Regions from separate parts of the Oryctolagus cuniculus genome. Here region 2 is linked to region 1. Evidence: chromatin contacts called from public Micro-C data. All regions are on one chromosome and are shown on one strand. The core of a region is the stretch at or near the end of the contact, and the rest is flanking DNA. Distances in the headings are between cores, read along the strand shown. Region 1 holds the start of ABT1 (activator of basal transcription 1). Region 2 holds the start of ZNF184 (zinc finger protein 184).

Region 1 (3,240 bases), core at 524-3,023:
TGAGAGGAAGGAGGAGGTGGACCGCACAGGACATCAGCCACAGCGCAGAGCCTGTCCCTAGCTATGCGGTATCTAGAGGGGGACAAGGGATCGCGGAGGGCTTTCATTTATGGAATATACACAAATCACCTAATGTCTCATGTATACAACCCAATGGATTTTTCATATTTATAACGCTAGGAAACACGGTACTCAGATAAATGTATAGAAATTCCAGTGTGGGGGAACACTGCCTTACAGTTGGCCCTATTTTCCGAAGCGCGCGTGAATACAAAACTAAAAACCATCAGGCCATCCATTATCTCAGGTGTTGTAAGCGCCACCCTCACGTGTCCTTCGATAGCTCAGTTGGTAGAGCGGAGGACTGTAGTGGCGTGAAATCAGCCATCCTTAGGTCGCTGGTTCGAATCCGGCTCGAAGGACAACAGTTTTGAACCACAAAGACAGAGCAGCAGTAACGAGGATGCTTGGATGCTTATCGCTCAAACTCGCAGACCTTTATTATTTACGTGTATAAAATATGCCCCACAGAAACACGGCACGCCTCTCCCGCTCCCCGAGTATACCCGGAGCCCCCGGCCCACCGGGTTCAGCTGCGAAGACGCGTGTGCTACGCGAAGCGCAAAGGGAGTTCGCTCCCAATTTTCACCAGAGGTTTAGGGCTGGCCTTTGGGGCTCTGTGCTATCCTGGTGAGTACTGAAGAGACTTTAAGCAGCGCTGCGCCTCTCATCACCTAGCGCCTGCGTGCATTCGGAGTTTTTTTTTAAAGGCACCGTCTGCTCCCGGCACGCGCCCGCCCCGCCCGGGATCTTTCTGCACAGCCAGGAAGCGATCTGGCGCCCAGCGCTGTTCTCAGGGCAGTGTTAAAGGATGAGGAGGGAACCGCATCCACGCACTGCCACCAACACCCCCGCACACACACACACAGGACGGGGGAAGAGCTGCCTCCCTTAAAATGAACGCACGTGCAGGCGGCGAAGCGAGAAATGCACAGGATCTCTGGAAGGGAGCTGGGGCCTTTTAAGTGGGGACGTGTTTGCCCCCGCTCTGTCCCTCTGGGCTCAAGTCGGGATGCAAAACTAGTGTTGGGGCCCCCATCAAGGGCGTCGCGCATTGACGAAAAACTGAAAGGCGCCTTTGGGCGTCACTCTGCTCCCACCGAGCACGCGTCGTCAGGGCGCGTCCTGGGGGCGCCCCGGGGGCCCTGCCCGGGTCTGGGTGTCGGGAAGCGCGGTCGCGCCGGGGCCGCCGGGTAGGACCTGGGACAGGAGGGCTGAACCGCACCGGGCTGGCCTGGGTGACCTGACGAATACGTGTGACAGAAACGCACACATGGACTATCACACACACATAAGGAACAAGCCAAGTTCTTCAAATAATTCGCACGCACACTTACTTCAGACATTCACAAAATCAAATTTAAAGTCGTTAAACTGTCTAAAATTTCGAAAGTAAATCTAAACATCTGCAACGTTAAACCACATTTTCAAACATTCAAAACATTCAATACTGTCATGTGAGACTTCAAAACTCTTAGTTTTACATTGAAAATCGAAGTTTACAAAGATGAGTTATCCGTCACCGACACCATATCCGGGTTCTTTGTATAAAATGTTATTTCGATCGTTAGGGCACAAAGAAACTCGGCAAATACTGCCCCGCGAACTTCCCGGAGCCCTGCCTCACTCGCCCGCGCCTCTTCAGGGCGTTCAACCGGGCGTGTTACGTCGTTCTCGTAACGTTATTTCCGGTTCCGGTTCCGTCACCCCACCTCTGGAGAGGCGTCACTTCCGCTCTCCCGATTTTTCATCCTTCCCCCAGCTCAACTCTCACTTCTGACCTGACACCCTCAAATCCGCCCTCTTGGGCCAGCTTCCGTCCCTCAGTCTTTTCATTGTTGTCATCTCCTCGCCCTGCCCTTCGCGGCAAGCTGTCGCTCATTGCGTAGTCACCGCCCCAGTCCCGCCCCTCGTAGCACGTCGTCGCACGACGAGTGCGTAATCGCCACGGCGCTTTACGGCTGTCGTGCTCCCTGTCTCTGTCAGCATGGAGGTGGAGGAGTCGGAGAAGGCAGCCACGGAACCAGATCCGCCAGAAGGGACGGAGCAGGAACTAGAGGAGGAAGAGGACCAGGAGGAATCCACAGAAACGGGCCGCAGCAAGAAGAAGCGGGTGGTGCCGGGAATTGTATACTTGGGCCACGTCCCGCCGCGCTTCCGTCCCTTGCACGTGCGCAACCTCTTGAGCGCCTACGGAGAGGTCGGACGCGTGTTCTTTCAGGCGGAAGGTAGGAGCGCGGGCGCGCTCTGTGAACTCTCGAGGCGCTGGCCTGGTGCATCGTAGGAATGGGATCTCTGAGCGGGCGGGGCGGGGGGCGGGCCTACTGGCCCCTTAGTTCTGGGCTTGCGGCCTTTGGGTTCCGATCTCGTGTGCGCCTACTTCTGTGCCTACTGATGCGCTGAGCGATAGTGCAGTTGGAATAAAAACATCAGGAACTTTCCTATTTTAGCCACTTGAAAGAGTTAAAGAGAGACAGAGAGAGGCCTTCCATCTACTGGTTCACTCCCCAAATGGCTGCAGTGGCCGGAGCTGAGCTGATCTGAAGCCAGGCGCTTCCTCCGGGTCTCCCACATGGGTGTAGGGGCCCAAGGACTTGGGCCATCCTCCACTGCCCTCCGAGGCACACGATCCAGGGAGCTGGTTCCCTGAATCCAGGGAGCTGGATCGGAAGTGGAGCAGCCGGGACTCGAACCTGCACCCATATGGGATGTCTGCACTGCAGGCCAGGGGTTCAATCCACTGCGCCACAGTGCCGGCCCCTGTACAAGTTTTTGGTAGCGTGCAGGGCAGACCTAAGGAGTGACATTTGAGGAAGTGTTGATCTAGATAAAGGAAAGGGTGTGTGAGGCAGAGTGTATCTCACAGTTCATTCTTTCCAGAGACTGTGAGGGGGTACCCCGTAGGCGAGCTAAGAGAATGGCGCGGCCAGTGGGAGGCGCGTCTGGGGTGCCGAGTCCCGAGCTCAGCTCTGTCTTTGGTACGCAGATCGGTTCGTGAGACGCAAGAAAAAAGCAGCAGCAGCGGCCACAGGAGGAAAAAAGCGGTCGAAGTACAGCAAAGACTACACCGAAGGCTGGGTAGAGTTTCGGGACAAGCGCATAGCCAAGCGCGTGGCGGCCAGTCTGCACAACACGCCCATGGGTGCCCGCAAGCGCAGCCCGTTCCGTTATGACCTGTGG
Region 2 (3,240 bases), core at 328-2,827, about 16 Mb after region 1:
TCATCTATACAAAGTATGACAGAAATTCTCCAAGTCATCTACGGCTGGTTCCTTTTGCTTAGCAATTCTTTCCTCAGTTTACCTCTCTCCTCATGCAGTTTACTGTAAGTACCTGTTGGGCATTGCCTAAAATCTCCACTACAATATGGCACTTGGTGGATGTTCGAGGGGCGTGTCTGCGGCTGTTGGGTTAAGCTAGGTAAGATCAGACCACCGGCAGGGATAGGTCCGCTTTGGTTCCGGACACGTAGACAGTGTGTGATCCCTATACTTTGCTTAAGATGCCCCTGTGCGTGGTCCACCCATGCCTGCGTGACCATTTCGCTGACTGGCTCCCCTACTGCGCATGTCCTTTGAAAGCTTTATAAGCCTGTACGCTTCCTCAATGAAGCGGTTCCTGCTTCGACAGAACTCACGGGTGTTGTGATGTGCTCATCACCGTAGACCTTACCCTTCCCGTTCGCCTTGTTGGGGAGTGCTTGTGCTGCCCCTGCTGGTCAGGGGCTAGCTTTGGGCTTGAGACCCCCACAAGTACCAATTAAAAACCAGGCTGCACATTGCACACTTTGCTTGTAAATTCCCTCAGCTCAGTATTCAAGTTCATCCCTGCGTGACAGCAAATCATAATGATGCCGTCTTCAGTCTCACCTTCCCAAATTTCTCTTAGGAAGACAGTGATCTGCCAACCTGACTGGCACCCTTTCTCACAAAGTTTGAGTGCTATCACCAGTCTTTCTGATAAGGCGATTAAGCTCAGCAAGATGCATGAGGGTCTAACTCCTAAAAAAAAAAAAAAATTAAAAAAATTGGAACATAAGTTCCAACCCCCTCCTCCCTTACGATTTGTAAAATCATAAAATCATGCTCGGTCTCACACTGGTGCCCATACGGGATGCCAGCACTGCAGGCGGCGGTTTTACCAGTTACACCACAGCATCAGCCCAAGAAAAGTCTCTTTCAGGCAACAGGATATGGAATGCTGTTGTCCCAATTGGCAGCTTAACCTGCTGTGTCACAAAGCCAGGCCTGGCTTTTTACTGTTGATAATCATATCCCCAGCACCTAGCATGATGTCTGGAATAAAGCAGTCATTTAACACGTATTTATTAAATGAACGCAAAAACTGGGGCCAGCGCTGTGGCACAGTGGGTTAAGCCTCCGCCTGTTCAAGTGCCAGTTGCTCCACTTCCAACCCTGCTAATGAGCCTGGGGAAGCAGTAGAGCATGGCCCAGGTCCTTGGGCCCCTGCACCCCTGTGGGAGACCCAGAAGAAGCTCCTGGCTCCTGGCTTCAGACCAGCCCAGCCTCGGCCGCCGCGGCCATTTGGGGAGTGAACGCTCGGAGGGAAGACCGCTCTGTAACTCTGCCTCTCAGATAAATCAGTGAATCTTAAACACACACACACACTCGTCACAGCTGGTTGTACTCTCTGCCTGCAGCTCCCTGCGCGGACTGACGTAGGCACGGCCAGTGCACTGCTGAAAGGACAAGACCGGGTGACACCTCCTCCGGGTTTCGCTTCTGAGACTCAGGAAAGCGAGTCAGTGCGTGAGGACCAGGATTTTTAACGAGGAAAAGGGGCAGAAGACTCCAGGTAAGAAACTAAGTGCCGTACCAGGAGACGCTTGTTAGCATGTTAGAACTGTGTACGTATAAGGGGCCATGTCTCAAAACCAACTGCGAGCCCAGCGGCGGCACGCCTGCGCAGAGCGGCTCCCACGGCTGGCCCCGGGCTCGGGCCATGACGTGCGCGACGTCGCCGCGGAGCATCCCGGGAGCCAGCGTCCTGCGCACCGGCGTGTGGGGCGGGGCTGTGTCGGCGCGGCCGGAAGTGGTCTCTGAAGCTTCGGCTTGTGGGCGTGAGAGGCTGGCGCCTGGGAAGCCTGGCCGCTCGGATCTCCCTCGTCGGGTCTGGCGACGGTCCCAGCACTTCCGGACCCGGGGTCGGAGTGTGTGCTTCACCACGCGGGAGGGAGGGAAAGCTAGGTATCACCATGGTTACTGCCGGGCCGCGGGGCGCGTGACGTCATCGTGGTTGCGTCGCGTGACGTGGCCCCGGCGGGAGGAAGCCGGGGCGTCCTGGAAGGGGCCCCTCGCGTCCTCCTCGCGGGCGGTCCTGACCGGTCCTTCCTAGGGCTTTGTTCTTTTGTTCCGGCCCCGCCCTGCCCCGTCCGCCCACCTGCAAGCGTCCACGCCCGGCAACAGGTGCGTGCAGCGGCGTCCGAGCCCGCGGGGTCCCCGGCCGTCTGCGAGCTCCTGGGTCGGTGTCCAGGGCGCGCACCGAGCGCTTTTGGCGCTGGAGGCGGAACTGTGTGTCCTGTGTGGCGGGCACCCCACGTGCCTGTCTGGGGCTCTCCCGGACACTTCTGTGGAGCGGGGAGCCTCGCGTGTCGCCCGCCTGACGCCCGGCTTGTGTTCTAGGGCAGCCGGCCTCCGCGCTGCGAGAGGAGCTGGGCGGCTGACCCTCGGCCTGGGAGGACGCCGCAGAGGAGCGGGATGAGCGGAGATGGAAGGTAGCGGGGGAGGACGGCGCGCGGGTCCCGCCGCGGGGAGGCTGGGGGGCGGCCCCTGCGCCCCGAGTGTCCCTGAGCCTCACGACTTCAGCAGTGACCACCTGGAGGTCGGGAGGACTCTGGGGAGCCACCGCGTCAGTGCGGGCGTTAGTTCTGAAATGCCCTTGGCAGGTGGCCAAGCCTGTGCCACAGCGCGTGTGGCGTTGAACTCGCCATTTTGCGTGCGGACAGCCCCGTGGCTGCCTTTGGTTCTTTATGCGGCACAGCAGTGCCTATTCCTGTAACTTCCGCGTTGAGCTCAGCTCTCAGTTCCCCAAAGGAAGGGACCGTTGCTGCCGCTCAGAGTCCGGCACTCAGCTGTCAGAACCGCTGAGAGTTCTCTGCGACTTCCTTGCGCTGTGGAACGCTTCTTTGAGGACTTTCCTGCTTGCCGTCGTTTGGCTTTTATGAAAAACAGTTATTCGTCAGGCAGAGAGACGCAGAGGGGCGGACAGCCTGATCTCCCAACCACTGGTTCACTCCCAGATGCCTACAACGACTGGGGTTAGGCCAGGGAGCCGGAACTCAGGCCGGGTCTCCCACCTGCTGCCTCCCAGGGTGCACGGTAGCAGGAGCTGGAGCTGGGTCAGGCCAGGGGTTGAGCCTGACACTCTGATGTGGGTTGCTGGTGTCCTAAGCTTTGTCCCAACCACTAGGCCGACCCTTCTCAGCATTTTCTAAAACTAAA

What was found. A called contact is a pair of places that touch in the nucleus more often than the background predicts.
Region 2: a contact with region 1 is called in a Micro-C map of ear pinna, with 5 times the contacts expected there. The contact joins the promoter of ZNF184 here to the promoter of ABT1 in region 1. A contact is called at or near these places in 2 of 6 Hi-C or Micro-C datasets (ear pinna and an unstated tissue).

What each region holds. Positions count from the first base shown.
Region 1 is chr5:153,680,054-153,683,293 of mOryCun1.1, forward strand. ABT1 (activator of basal transcription 1) reads left to right here and starts at 1,774. Exons shown (of 3, transcript XM_002714190.5): 1 at 1,774-2,288; 2 at 3,047-3,240. The coding sequence starts at 2,048. TRNAY-GUA (transfer RNA tyrosine (anticodon GUA)) reads left to right here and starts at 334; the gene lies at 334-422.
Region 2 is chr5:169,996,080-169,999,319 of mOryCun1.1, forward strand. ZNF184 (zinc finger protein 184) reads left to right here and starts at 1,578. Exons shown (of 6, transcript XM_051834677.2): 1 at 1,578-1,594; 2 at 2,422-2,513. The coding sequence starts at 2,507.